2 separate regions of the Sus scrofa genome follow, and region 1 is linked to region 2. Evidence: chromatin contacts called from public Hi-C data. All regions are on one chromosome and are shown on one strand. Each heading gives the region's core, a stretch centred on a gene start, on an enhancer-like site or on the middle of the called end of the contact. The rest is flanking DNA. Distances are from core to core; before and after follow the strand shown. Region 1 holds the start of SLC25A51 (solute carrier family 25 member 51). Region 2 holds the start of SHB (SH2 domain-containing adapter protein B).

Region 1 (6,666 bases), core at 480-2,979, 160 kb before region 2:
CCTTCTGGACTTTACAGATTTAAAGCTTTCCCTCTCATTTCTTCCTAGATAAGGAGATAGTGTAAACAGGTTCTTAATTTAGCCAGGAGAAGGAAGGATAGTGTACAGAGTATTCTGTAGCGATGAAATTAAAAATTTTGTATATTTATACTTGAACATGACTAAATTTCTTTGCTAAACTGATCTACATATTTAAATTCTTTAACATGGATAATTCACTCCAATTTATTGCAACATATATATACCATAATTTTACATTGCCTGCTACCTAAAACACTCGACCTATGTCAGCATAAGGAGGCAAAGTTAATCAAGATGACTTTCAAGCAACTCCAAGTGTCAAACTTTTATGGTAAAAGAAAACAGTGTAATCTAAATGCTCACCATAATTTATAGCCCACATGGATAAGACACAGTTGTGAACCCAGCACAAAGGTCTTTGTACAAAAACTACGGAGAAGGCAACTGTAATTCTCCAAGGATGTTAACTCCTACAAGTCAGCAGGTCTGAGTCAGCATTCACATAAGATAAACCTGGGATCCAGTGGTCACTATCTTGCCACTATAAATTTAAAGCAATGTCTATGATTTAAAAATCCACTTCTCTGGGCTTAATCTACCAAAGGAAAGACCAGGTAAGTCCACTGCTTTTTAAAGAGACTGCTTGTGATCTTTGCCTGAGATGCACTCAAGGTGACTCCAGATCCAAAACGCCTAACCTGTGCTCTGAAATCACCCGCGGACCTAACCAGTCCTAGAACCTTTTGCTTTCACGGAACCCTTTCAAAAACAAGTACAGAGGAAGCTCAGATTGGCAAGGTCACTACCGTTACTCTAAGGGCTTCTGTTTCACAGCTTGCACGTAGTGAAACAGAAGGTGGGGATTAAGACCAGCTGTATACAGTTATAGGGCCAAAAAAAGGGTAAATATAGCCTTTAAGACGCCCCACTTAGATAAGCTTAATACCCAATAATTGGTACAAATTTACAATTAACAACATAATCCCATCACCACCACCAGACCAAAAAAAAAGCCTCGTACTACAAGTTTCCTACAACGCGAAGCAACATGGTGTCGCAGAATAAGCATTGTCTGGTTGTGCGGCTGAACTTACCATTCTCCAGGCGTCCATTTCCCCAGTGTGTGATAAGAGGGAGGGGAGGGTGGTGGGTTCGCCAAAGCCCCTTCCGTCTCTGACACCGGACAGAATAAGGGGTCCGGGGCCCATTCGCAGTGCCGGCGCCGCTCCCCTCCCGCGCAGGCAAAGCAAGAACCCTTCCCGCCCCGCTCTAGGTGCGCGGCAGAAGGCACCTCCCCGCCCCAGGCGCGCCCAAAAGAGCGCGCTGCCTCCTCCACCGGAAAAGCTCTTTCCGGCAGCCGGACAGCGCCCCTGGCTCAGCGAAACCCGGCGGCCGCCGGCCCCTGCGGCTGCAGGCCCCACCCGGGAGGGCACGAGCGGCAGTGGCGGGGCGCGCCGTGGGGCGGAGGGGACGCAGTGCGCGCGCGCGCGCTGAGGGGTAGGTGGGCCAGAGGACGCGGCAGACGGCCTCCTCGGACCCTCCTTCGTGCTTCCAGGCACTCCTTGCTGAGGCCGGGGGAGCCCCGCGTTTCCCTCTCACCCGCCTCCCACACTCACCCATCGCCGCGGGCCCGGCTCCGCGCCCGGTAGCCGCCCGCCCGCAGGTAGGCCAGCCCGCGAGCCCAGCCGGCGCCGGCGCAGGCGCAGACATTGACCGACCCCAGAGCTCGGGGCGGGGCGTGACGCGCTGGACGCTGCCGAGCCCGGTCACGTGAGGGAGACTACGCCGCGCTGCCTCCCTCTAAACCTGCGGAGGGTGAGGGGACGCCTGCCCACCCCTGGCAGCTGTGCGGCGAGCGAAGGCACTTGGGGGGTCACCCATCACATCTGTCGTAGGGCTTTGAGATTCCGCTGGATGGAATGCCATACCGTGGGTGCCCTACGGTGGCCTTGCCGTACCAGAAACAGCCAACGCGTTCTCTAGTGCTTGGTAGCCGGGAGGACCCCTGGGTACTGACAGTTGTGGGTTGCAAGCGCGCCTTTGCTGAGGCCTTGAAAGTCTCCGCCTCCCTCCCCTTGTAGCCTTGGTTAGCTTTCATTGAACCCTCGGAGTGGCATATTGTCAGCTGCTATTACTGCAGGTCACAGAACACCTGTGTGTGCTTTAGACTATACAAGTCATTTAAAAACCCTGTTTCCTTTCAACCTCAAACAACTTGCACGCATTGAATGCCACTGCACTGAGAATTAAGAGGCATAAGTCAAATCATAGTCCTGACCCTTCCTGGGAGTGACTTTGGACATGTCTCTGAGCCCCAGATCCTGAAAAGTAACACCTGCCTTACATGCAGCCCTTGGCCCCTGTAACAAGCACTGGGAGCAATGATCTGACTCTACCTTATATACTGGAAGGCACGCAGATGTGAGGCGTTGAAGGAGAGTGAGGCTCTACAGGAGGCTCATCAGATCTGTGAGGTGTATGCTCTTTAAGTGGGGTTTGTCAAATAGGCAACTCACCTGGCATGAAACACTGGTCAGGGTATGGGTATAGGTTGATGGCTCTCCCTGGTCACTTCCCCTGAGAGCATTTTGTAGATATTGACTCCAAAATTGTGTCCAGTTTGCCTGAGCTGGCCTGATAAACAGCTTCTTGGGGTGTGGGAAACCATGCTACCTAATTTCACCACACACTCTCCAGAGGTACCTACTGTGTGCCATCGTCCTCACCTGAACTCTCTTGGGGGGAACTTAGAATCCAAGTAAGGATATAAAAACAAAAACTCTGGAAGTTTATATGCATGAGGGGCTTCTTCCCTTAAGGGACAACCAGGACGGGCTTCACAGGGTGGAGGCGTTTGAACTGGGCCTTGGAGGATGAATGAATGGAATTTGGATGAGTGGAGAAACTCATAGTGGCAAGAGATAAGGTTGTCAAGGACAGGTGGTGAGGTCTGATAGGGCAGATCTTGACTTTCAAGTGCAGGCACCGGGCATCTGATTAGGGTTCGGGGATAGATTTCAGGCTCCACAGGATAATGACCAGGCCACACAGTAGTTTGGAGTGATTAAAAATTGGGCAGCAGTTGGGGAAGGGCATTTACGTTGGAATTATGTTTGCCCTGTCTTGTGTGAATCCCTAATCAGCTGTATTATTCAAAAAATAAATAAACCAGGCAGGCAGCCAGTGTGTTCATAAGCATAAATAATTCATTTCAAATTAGAATGGAGAGGTTCTTCTCCTAGGGTAAAACCCGAAGAGGAGGCAGAGATTGAAATTAAACACACAATTGGGGCACAAAAGACTCAAAAGAGTCAGGAAATCCCAAGCTGATAGGAACACTCATGTCTGGAGCCCAGCCAGTCTGTTTCTTTTATGCTGTAGGTCACAGCGCAGGCCCCTGCCCCTCCAGCACTGGGTTCCTTGTCAGAACCCTCCTACATGCTTATTTGGCTCTTCTTGGGCATATGAATGTTGGAGGTCAAAACCTCTGTTTTCTGGAGTTCCCGTCATGGCTCAGTCGTTAAGGAATCCAACTAGGAACCATGAGGTTGTGGGTTTGATCCCTGGCCTCGCTCAGTGGGTTAAGGATGTGGCATTGCCGTGAGCTGTGCTGTAGGTCGCAGATGTGGCTCGGATCCCGCGTTGCTGTAGCTCTGGTGTAAGCCGGCAGCTACAGTTCTGATTAGACCCCTAGCCTAGGAACCTCCATATGCCGAGGGAGCAGCCCTAGAAAAGGAAAAAAAACAAAAAACAAAACCCTCTGTTTTCTGATTCAGGAATCATCATAAAATTAACCTTTCATTTCTCTGTCCTCACCCACTCATTCTTACATTCATTCTTCAGTCTCTTAAACTGTTCTGCACACCTCCAGCCTCCATATCAGCTGTCAGAGAATATCCTCTAACCCAGCTTTGATCATCTCACTCCTCAGTTTAAAAATTTCCAATGGTTCCCTCTCCCCCACTCTCCCAGCAAATCCAAACTCCTTGCCTTGGCTCACGGGCTCTCGGCATCCTACCCCCTCTGCCTGTCTCTCCACCACATCCCCAGCTACATTCTCTGCTTCAGCCATGCTCAGTTTCTCCGTGTTTTGCAAATCCTCCTGTCACTTAAGCCTTTTTCCCCTTTCTCACCATCCATTCTCAGCTGTCAAACATGTTAGCCCTTTAAGGCCCTTCTCCTTCTCCCCCCAACAGCATTCACTGTTCAACCCCAGGCAAAGATGGTTTTTCTTGGCCTTTGCCTTCCCACAGCACAAAGTTTGGAGCTGTTCTAACATCTTCCCTATGTCATAACCATTCATGAAGGTGTCTCCCTTTCGCACAAGGGCAGAGCTGTCTGACTTGTTTCTGGCCCTCCAACTCAGGGCTTGGCAGAAAGGGTGTTTGCCCAAATAAAATGCTGGTGGAGGGCCTTCCCACTGTGGCTCATCAGAAACAAACCCAAGTACTATCCATGAGGATACAGGTTCGATCCCTGGCCTTGCTCAGTGGGTTAAGGATCCAGCGTTGCCGTGAGCTGCGCGGTGTAGGTCACAGACGCGGCTCGGATCCCATGTTGCTGTGGCTGTGGCTGTGGTGTAGGCCGGCAGTTGTAGCTCTGATTCAACCCCTAGCCTGGGAACCTTCATATGCTGCACCTATGGCCCTAAAAAAATAAATAAATAAATAATGCTGGTGGAGAGGGTCTGAGATCTTGGAAAAAGGACCATGGGAATATTGCTGATGGATCTTTGCTTGAGCACCTTCTATTCCCACTCCCCTGTCACCAAAATGCTTTCGAGAAACTTGTCTAGTGCACTCAGGCTCCATGGACCGTTATGTCCACAAAAAGAATTTTGCTCACGCTGTCGTCATTGGATTCTTGGCTACCGTGAGTGGCTCTGCCCAGATAAGGTCACCTGCCGGTTTTCTTTTGCTAGTCGGAGGTCACTGACCTTCCTTTCCCTTTAGGTCACATTTCCCAGGCCCCTGCAATCCTCTCAGCCTATCTCGTCACTCCCCTTCACACCCCTTCACACCCCTAGGCTCCAGCCACAGGCCAGCTGCTACCGGTTCCCTCCCCTGAACTTTCGCTTCCCGGTGTACCTTTTGTCCTCTGCACCTCAGAGGCCCTGCCTGCTTCGTGGCAAAGTCCTGTTCCCCCTTAATGGCTCAGCTTACGCAGGGGCTTCTTGTTGCTTTCCCTGACCCTGACCTCACTGCCTACAGAGCTCCTCCACGAGGCTGTCCTTTGGGGCTTGTATGCCCTTGACAGATTGAAAAGCCGACCTACTGTGAAATCAGAATTTCCCAGGGAGAGGCCAGTTGGCCTATGTCTAAAACAAGCCTCCGGTGATTCTTCTCAGACAATTTTGGGCAAACAACAGCTCTAAAGTGATATTCTGGGAGTTCCCCTTACGGCTCAGTCGTTAATGAATCCAACTAGGAACCATGAGGTTGCGGCGGGTTTGATCCCCAGCCTCGCTCAGTGGGTTAAGGATCCGGCATTGCTGTGAGCTGTGGTGTAGGTCGTAGATGTGGCTCAGCTCCCGCATTGCTGTGGCTCTGGCGTAGGCCGGCGGCTACAGCTCCAATTCGACCCACAACCTGGGAACTTCCATATGCTGCGAGTGCAGCCCTAGAAAAGACAAAAAGACAAAAAAAAATAAAAATAAATAAATAAATAAATAAGTAAATTTTGATATTCTGACCCTTACAGTAACCTAACTTCTGAAACCTAGGGCTCTGCAGGGCTCAGGAATGTGTGAGTGAGTGGGCCTGCAGCCCAGAGAGTAAACTGGGCTCTAGTCCTAGGGAGAAATGGTCAGCGCTTGGTCAGCGCAAGTGCTATGAGTGTCCAGAGAAGGCCAGAGATGCACTTGCTCTGATCAGGAAGTGACCTGGAAGATGTGACCCCCAAAGCACAACCAGAACTTATACAGGGTGGGCCCAGAAAGAGCGTGGGATGGGGAGGAGGATGAGGAAGGAGACCCCCAGCGTCACGTTCTCCTGGACCTCATTGCCGTCCCTCAACTTTGCCTCCGTCCCAGGAGCACCTGGGCAGGGCCTATGCCCCTTGGTAGCTCTCAGGGCTCAGAATGATTGCTGACCTCTGGGTGGGATTGTGGAACACCTCGCTTCGTATCTAAGTGACACAGACTTGTGAAATACAAACACATTTTTATCTAGCAAGGGCTGAGTCAATAAAATAACATCAAACATTTGCACAATGGTCTCTGGGGTTTCCAAGCAGTTACGTGAGAATTATTCCCTGTGGTTTTCACATCATTTGTGTGCTCAGGGAAGTCCTGTGACCTGCTCGGGTTCGGTAGGTAGCGAGAAGTGAGGCAGGGACCTCATCACCTCCACCATTTTTGAGAACAGAAGCACAGCTGAATGAGGGTCCTTGCTGAGCCCATCTTCTGCTGCCCTGAGCGAGGCTACCCCAATGACAGGCAGACCCAGAGGCTCATCCTCCTTCACACATGGGTGTGGAGGGGGCAGTGGAGCTCAAGGTCACCAGAAGCTCTAAACGTCACCCTTCTCTCTTGCTCCCAGGACGAAGGGACTCTGTAGTTCCCTCAAGATCCTGCTAACCTCTAGGCTGTGCCTCTCCTCTGGGGCGTGAGGTACAGAGCAGGAGTGCCGGGCCCCCAGCGCTACA
Region 2 (7,136 bases), core at 4,089-6,588:
CCCTCTACTCCAAATCCATCTTCTCCAGATCGCAGCAGCTATTTAAAGCCTGGGATACTCCTCAACCATGGCTCTGAGTCTATCCCTCTCCTGGCTCAACAGTCTTTAGGGATTCTCTTGTGGGGTTTAAACTCAGGCCCCTGCCTATCTCATACTGTCATCTCTCATTCCCCAAGTGAGGTGCACTGCAAGAAAGCTCTGGTTTCCAAGAATACCTTCCACATTAAGGTTTTATACATACAGGTACACATACATACGTTCCCACACATACGTGTATGCACACACTTACATATGCATGTATGCTCACAGCACGGGCACCCAAGTGCTCCTGCAGGCTGCAATCAGCCCTTCCTATGTGCTGAAATTGCACTTCCATTTCTAGGTCCAGCTCAAAGCTGCCTCTGAGGTAAAGACCTCTCTAAATTCCCCAAGACAAATTGAACACTGGGAGACAAATGATGAAATGACAATGTGTGTCCATCTCCTTTGGAGGCTTAGGCCAGAGATTACTGCCAAGTCTTCTGCAGCCTTTATTCCCTTCCTTCCTAGCTCACCCTTGTACGGAGAGATTGCTGAGCCCGAAAATAAGTGCTGGGTAAAAACTGGTTAAATTGAAAACACAGTCTCTCTTCCACATGATTCTAAAAGGGAAAATGCCCCAAACTAGAGGCTGGCTGGTAGTGGGGCATATGTGACCAGATGTGTGTGTGCCCCAGGACTCACCTAGGAGAAGAGGAGGATGCCTGAGTATGTGTCAGAGGGAGGCACAGGAATTGAGGAGGCAGGACAAGGGCCCCCCAAAGATAAAGCAGGGGAGAGGGTGGCAAGAGAAGCCCTGGAAGGAGGAGCTGTGGACAAACAGCTCCTACTCCACACCACAGTAACTCTCAACACAGGCTGATGTGAAAAACACGGTACCTGGTACACAGGGGGTATTCAACAGTCTATCGGTTCTTGTCCTATTCCCTAACAACTGACAAAAGGCAGCTGGGCCTGAGATTAAGTGAACTAGAGGTGGGTTTTCCTGGATCCACGGGTAAGGGGTAGAAGGCAGGCTCTGGGGGATGTTCAGGGCTCGATCTGCAGTATGCCTGGCCTTCCAAAAGCTGTCTGGTTAGAAATAATGTGAAAACCAGGCTGCCTCCTTGCTGCCTGGCCAGGAATGGGGGTGGGTGATGGCCCTGGGATTAGGAGGCAGCTGCACACAGAGGTTACAGGTTAGGGCATCTGCATCCCAAAGCAGCTCCACCTCGAAGACCCAGAGGAGGGTTAAGAAGCCATTGTGGCACTGGTGTTCTCGAAGCATGATCCTAGAATCAGCAGCAAGAGAGCACTTGGGAATTTGTTAGAAATGCACATTCTCAGGCCCCACGCCTGGGCACTTCGGGGGATGGGTCCTGCAGTCTGTGTTTTAACCAGTCCTCCAGATGCTGCTTTGAGATCCACTGCATAGTATGACACTCCCTGGCTGCTGCCCCTCCTGCTCCCTTGAAAGAACATCTGGTAGCCACCATTCCTCCAACTTCCTTCTTCAAGGATCAAGGATTGCAACAACTTCTTAAAAGATCAAAGGGCTCGAAGTCACAACTTAGTAGGTGAAATGCAGCCCAGAGATCTTCTTTTAGAAAAACCATATCTCCTGCTGTATAGCACAGGGAACTATATATCTAATCACTTGTGATGGAACATGATGGAGAATAATGGGAGAAAAAGAATGTAGATAGATAGATAGATAGATAGATAGATGAATGACTGGGTCACTTTACTGTACAGCAGAAATTGACACAACATTGTAAATCAATCATAATAAAAAAAGAAATAAATAAAATTTTAAAAATTTAAAAAACCCTATCTGTTCACATCATTTAGTAGCTCAATCCCCCCACTGGCCTTCACTGTGCTTAGTTTACAACATCTTCCCTGACCCAGGCGCTCCTGACCGCCTTGGGGTCCTGTCCACCTCTAACCTCTGAATTCCAGCCACAGGGTCTTTACCTGCAGTCCCCCAAAGTAGCAGGCTCTCTTCTGCAGGCAACCATAATAACGGCTCTGCCTGACCACCTTTCAGCCCTCCCATCACAGCACGCATCATGCACACTGCGGCCTGGCCCACAGTATTCCCTGGACCCTGCTCCATCTAGTACCCAGCAGGGGACAGCACAGAGAAGACCTGTAAGAAATACTTAGTAGAATGAAGCCAAGTCTTCAACATGCCTGACATTCCAGCTATAAAACTTATTATTCCTCAGTATTTGAAACAGTTTTAATTACAATTAGGAAAAAACATTTGCTAAAGTTTTGAAAACCATTACGGTAGACTTTACTGAGCAGGCAGAACCACAGGCAATGAGATAGTGGGAGGTGGTCATGGCATAACAGGGGGAAGGCAGGGAGGGGAGTCCAGCACCACTGCCTGAGTCTCTGTGGAGAGCTAGGCTGGGCTCCCACACCTTCCATCCCCAGGAACTTCAGGTTCTCCCAGGCCGGCACCAAGTCAAGCCTGGGCCATACCTAAGGCGGCAGGGCAACTCTCTGCTGTTTCCCTTACAGATCACCCGCAAATCCATGCTCCTGGGGGCTCGCAGAGAAATCTCCTCTGCTTCCAAGACAGCACCTGGGTGACCACCTGGTTCCCAGCTCCTTGTCATTTAGGTGTGGCATCCTGGGTGCTTACGAAGCCCAGAGTCCACACTTCCAAGATGTGTGCCCAAACTGGCCACAGGAGGAGGTGGAATCCATAAACTGCCCGCACTGCCTTTGGGAGAAACAGCAGGTAAGGGGTACCCTGAGGACCCGGACCTTGGGGAGAGGAAGTCAGGCAGAAAAATTAAGAGGGGCGACTCCTCCCTCCCTCCTCCTGGAAAACAAGCTGGCAGGTAGGAGGCTGTCTTCCTCCTGTGTGTGGACATCCAGTCCTAAAAGAAACTCAGACTTTATCAGTTTCCCCCAGCCCACACACCTGGGCAAAAGTTTACCTTCTGAAGAAGGTAGGGAGGAGGGGGAGAACAAGAGGGACAGCAGCCTGATAGCCATCGCAGGGCGCGGAGCCTCGGACGGAATCAAAACACTGCCTTCCACAAGAAGTAGACAGAACAAGTATTATTGTATGGGGGACGGGAGGAGGTCACAGGAGTGTTAAGGGAAGGAGAGGGCCCAGTCTGGCTGTAATTAACTAGCCTGCTTCAAACGTGGGAGATCAAGATGATCTGATCTTGGGGTGGGGGGATGCACAAAATCGTCCCCTTCATCCCTGGGGCAGTAATGGGGTGGGGGTAAATTCAGGAAGGAAGGTGAGGATTGCAAGGGTGGGTCTCCTTCCTGCTGGCCCAGTAGGCGGACCCCTGCCGTGCTGGGGCTGGAGAACTGGCAGGTCAAAGTGGAGCGCTCTTGCAGGCCAGAGCATTTCAGGCCGGAAAAGCACGCGTGGGGCATCCCGGTGCAGCTCCAGTACAAAAGGCCGCCCCATTGGGAAACCTGGCGCGGGGGGGTGGGGCAGGGCGGGGCATTTAGAGGGATTTACATATATCCGTTTAGAGACAGCCGGATATCTGGCGAGTTCCTTGCTGGCTCTGGACCTCAGTTTCCCATCTACAGAATCGGGGGGAGGCGGGGAGAGAGAGGGTGGTCAAGAGTAAACGCTCTTTCAAGTCCGTGACAGCTCTCTCTGACTTTTTTCGGGGGCGGGGGTTGCTAAGGAGCTGGATGGGTGTCTCTTGGTCAAGGTTGGGCAGGGCGCTCTCGTCAGATTACTTTCGAAGTGGTTACCTGGCTGTGGGCTGAGAGAGAGGACGTTTTGGGAGCAGCAGCAAAAGAGACTGTGTCAGGAGGCCGACGACTGGGGGCAAAGCGCGTGCAAGGATGTAAAACTGGGAAGCAGCGTGGGAACCCTGACCCCAGGGTCCTAGCCTGAAACATATGTAAGCACTGGAAACTAGAGCGGTGCCTCAGTTTCCCCGTGCGCACAGTGGCTCTGGAAGCTCGGGTGAGGCCGAGGGGCGCCTTACCTTGTCCTTCTTGCCGGCACTGCTCTCCTCCGTCGCCGAGGCGCCACACTTGTTGAGCAGTTTCTTGCCTCCGCAGGCCGTCGGGCTCCAAGTGCGGCCGCCGGAGCAGGCACCCCCCGGGGGGTCTCCGGCACCGCCCGCGGCGCTCTCCACCTTAATGAGCCGGTGCTTGGGGGAGATGTAGCGCACCTCGGCCGGCGTGGCGGGCCGCCGTTCGCTGCTGCTGCGGTAGAGGTGCGGGGAGCCAGAGGACGAGGACGAGGACGCGGCGGCGCCCGCGCCGGAGGAGGCACAGCAGCAGCCCGAGGCGCCCGACGCGGACGAGGCCGAGAAGGCGCGCTGGCCCCCGCCCGGCTCCCCGCCGCCGCAGTAGTCCAGGCGGCACATGGCTCGCAGTTTGCGCAGCGACGAGCCGGGCCCGTTGTAGGGGTCCTCAAAGTCGCGCTCCTTCTGTGCGCGGTAGGCACGGATGAGATCGCTCGTGCTGCCGCTGTCGTCGGGCAGAGACCCGGACGAGGCCGAGAAGCAGGAGGCGGCGGCCGTACCGCAGGACGCCGAGGCGGCCGCGGGGGCCTGCGGCACGGCCTGGGGGGGCTGCGAGGGCCGTTCGCCCCGGCGCCGCTGCTCGCGGTAGTCTGGCCGCGGCGGCTGTGGGGGGCTCTTGGTCTTGCTGTTGCCCAAGCTGAAGTACTTGTTCAGCCACTTGGCCATGGCGAGAGGCCGCCTAGGGCCGCGGCGCGGGAGCCCGGTCCGCCGCCGCGGCCATTCGGGGGGCAGCGCTGCCTCCCAGGTCCCACGGCGCCCCGGCCCCGGCGAGGGGCGTCCGGGGCGCCTGCTCCCGACGCCAAGTTCAAGTTCTCTCCGCCGCCTCCTGCCGGCCGCTCCCGGGCTCCGGCAGCTGCAGCACCGCCCTCCGCCTCCGCCGCGCGCCTCCTGGGCTTCGGATCTCTCGCCCCTCGCGGGCGCGTCTCATGGGATCCCGGCCCCGGCCCCAAGGAGAGCGAAAGGCCCAGACGCCCCCCTCCTCGGACGCTCTGGCAGTGCGCTCCGCCGCGGAGCGCGCTCCTGTCCCGTCGGAGCCGCAGGCTCCGCCTTGGCCGGGATCCGCCGCTGCTGCGGGAACTTGTCGGCTTCCTCGGTCCCCCCGCCCCTTTCTTCCTTCCCAAGAGTGGTGGGGTGAGCCCGGCCCCCGGCCGGCAAGCAAGCAGGCGGGAGAGCGAGCGAGCGACGGAGGGAGGGAGGGAGGGAGGCAGCCGGCGCCCGCCCGAGCCCGCGCGCCCGTGCCCGTCCCGGCGGCGCCTGCCGCTGCCGCTGTCGCCGCCTCCCGAACCGCCGCGTGTGTGACACTCTGTCCGCCAGAGCCCGCCCCGCGCCGCGGCCCCGCCCTCCCCGGGCTTGTGCGCGCCCCGCCCCCAGCCCGCCCCCGCAGGCCCCGCCCCGCCCACCCCCACCAGCCCTGCTGCCAGACCTCGGCCCTGGCCCTACCCCGCTAGCGCCCAGGTCCTCGGCTGGAGTACTTCTCTCCCTTTCAGCAAGCGCCACCTCCCGCGGCCGCCTCGGCGCCAGTCCCCGGGTCGCGCCTGAGGGCGCCGGGGTCCTGCGGCGCAGCCAACCCCGCCTCACTCGCGGCCCGCCGCCGCCTAGGGCGAGAGGTTGCCAGCCTGAGCCTGCTGTGCGCAGAAGCCAAACCCTCCCTTGAGATCCACGCGCCATGCTACGCAGGGATCCCCACTGTTGGGGACATGGGACATTTTTAGTTAACAGCTTGATCCACTTGGAGGAAATGCGGTGCCAAGGCCCCTTAGGAACAGGGTGCCTATCCCCTGCTTAAAGACACGAAGACTCCCGTTCCTCCCCCTGTGCCAGATCATCGGAAAAAATCTTTATGCTAATAAGTGTTTTAGCAATCCAGATGAAGGATGCAGCCAGGATAGGTGGCAGGGGCCCGGCTCCGCACCAATGGGAGAGCCAACCTGAGAGGTCGAAATGTTTGCTTACCTTTTCACTTCTGAGGAAGCCATGGCTTTAACCCAGCTCACAGCCAGCTTGGCAGAATGAACTGTTGGAACATTTAATGCCTAAAGTTGTAGGAGCTGGCAAGGCTCCGTTTAATCCAGGGCTCTCACTTTACATGATGGAGATACTGAGGCTCAGAGCAAGGTCACCCAGGTGGGCCTGAATGCCAGCTAAGTAGTCTGATGGTGCCGAAATTGTGTCATTTCCCATCGTTCTTTGATTATTAAAATGAGGAAACTGAGGTCGAGTCAGGGGCATATCATGGTCGAGTCAGGGGCATATCATGCTCAGTGAAGCTTTCCCTGGGAGGCAGATACGCTCTCCAGAGACTGAAGAACTGCCTGGAAAGGAAGTAAATGCACTAGAGCTCCTTTGAATTTGGCTGGTCAAGCCCCAGAATATGACATACCCTGATGGGTAAGAACTGAGATCTGAGAAATTCTCTAAAAATGCTGATTTATTAGGATGGTTGTCCAAATCATTAATTATCTCCACTTGCAACATGTACATTACAGATGGGCTTTGGGAGAATCTACTTTTTCCTATATCCTATAGGAAAATTGGCACCTGAAAAACCAGGGAGCAAGGCCACTGGCTCTTTTGGTCAGGACTGGAGGTGGAGGTCAAACTCTCAGTCTGAGGCTCCTGGACAAGGAGGACCGGAAAGTTGTTGACTCTTCCTCTGCCTGAGGCCACAGAGGGGGTAGTGCCAGAACCGGAACTCCAATTTGGGTCTTACTCCAAAGCTTGTGCTCTGTCCACTCAGCGACACACAGTGATGCAATGGTATTGACTGCAAATTGTCCCTTCGGGATCAAGCTATTTGCTGTTTCCCTCTGGTTAGACAGGACTGTCATCTTCCATGAGCCAGTTAAATTTTACAAACCCACTATGTGACCCAGACAGTCACAGACACCATTACCAACTACTCAGCCTCTTCATTGCCTGAGATCTACTTATTTAGAAGTTCACAGGAAATAATCTAGGATGTGGAGGGGGTGTGTGTGTGTGTGTGTGTGTGTGTGTGTGTGTGTGTGGTGTGGTGTGTCTTGGGGGAGAGAAGGCCCAGAAGTTGACCTGGGCCAAGATGTTTATTTCAGGTGTCCCTGGACTTAA

Evidence for each region. A called contact is a pair of places that touch in the nucleus more often than the background predicts.
Region 1: a contact with region 2 is called in a Hi-C map of heart right ventricle, with 2.7 times the contacts expected there. The contact joins the promoter of SLC25A51 here to the promoter of SHB in region 2. A contact is called at or near these places in 3 of 5 promoter capture datasets (fetal liver and liver), 20 of 47 Hi-C or Micro-C datasets (alveolar macrophages, blood, brain and 12 more) and 2 of 2 datasets of contacts at active chromatin or transcription factors (alveolar macrophages and skeletal muscle).

The regions. Positions count from the first base shown.
Region 1 is chr1:238,665,699-238,672,364 of Sscrofa11.1, forward strand. SLC25A51 (solute carrier family 25 member 51) reads right to left here and starts at 1,730. Exons shown (of 3, transcript NM_001258408.1): 1 at 1,638-1,730.
Region 2 is chr1:238,821,086-238,828,221 of Sscrofa11.1, forward strand. SHB (SH2 domain-containing adapter protein B) reads right to left here and starts at 5,339. Exons shown (of 6, transcript XM_021066254.1): 1 at 4,005-5,339. The coding sequence starts at 4,715.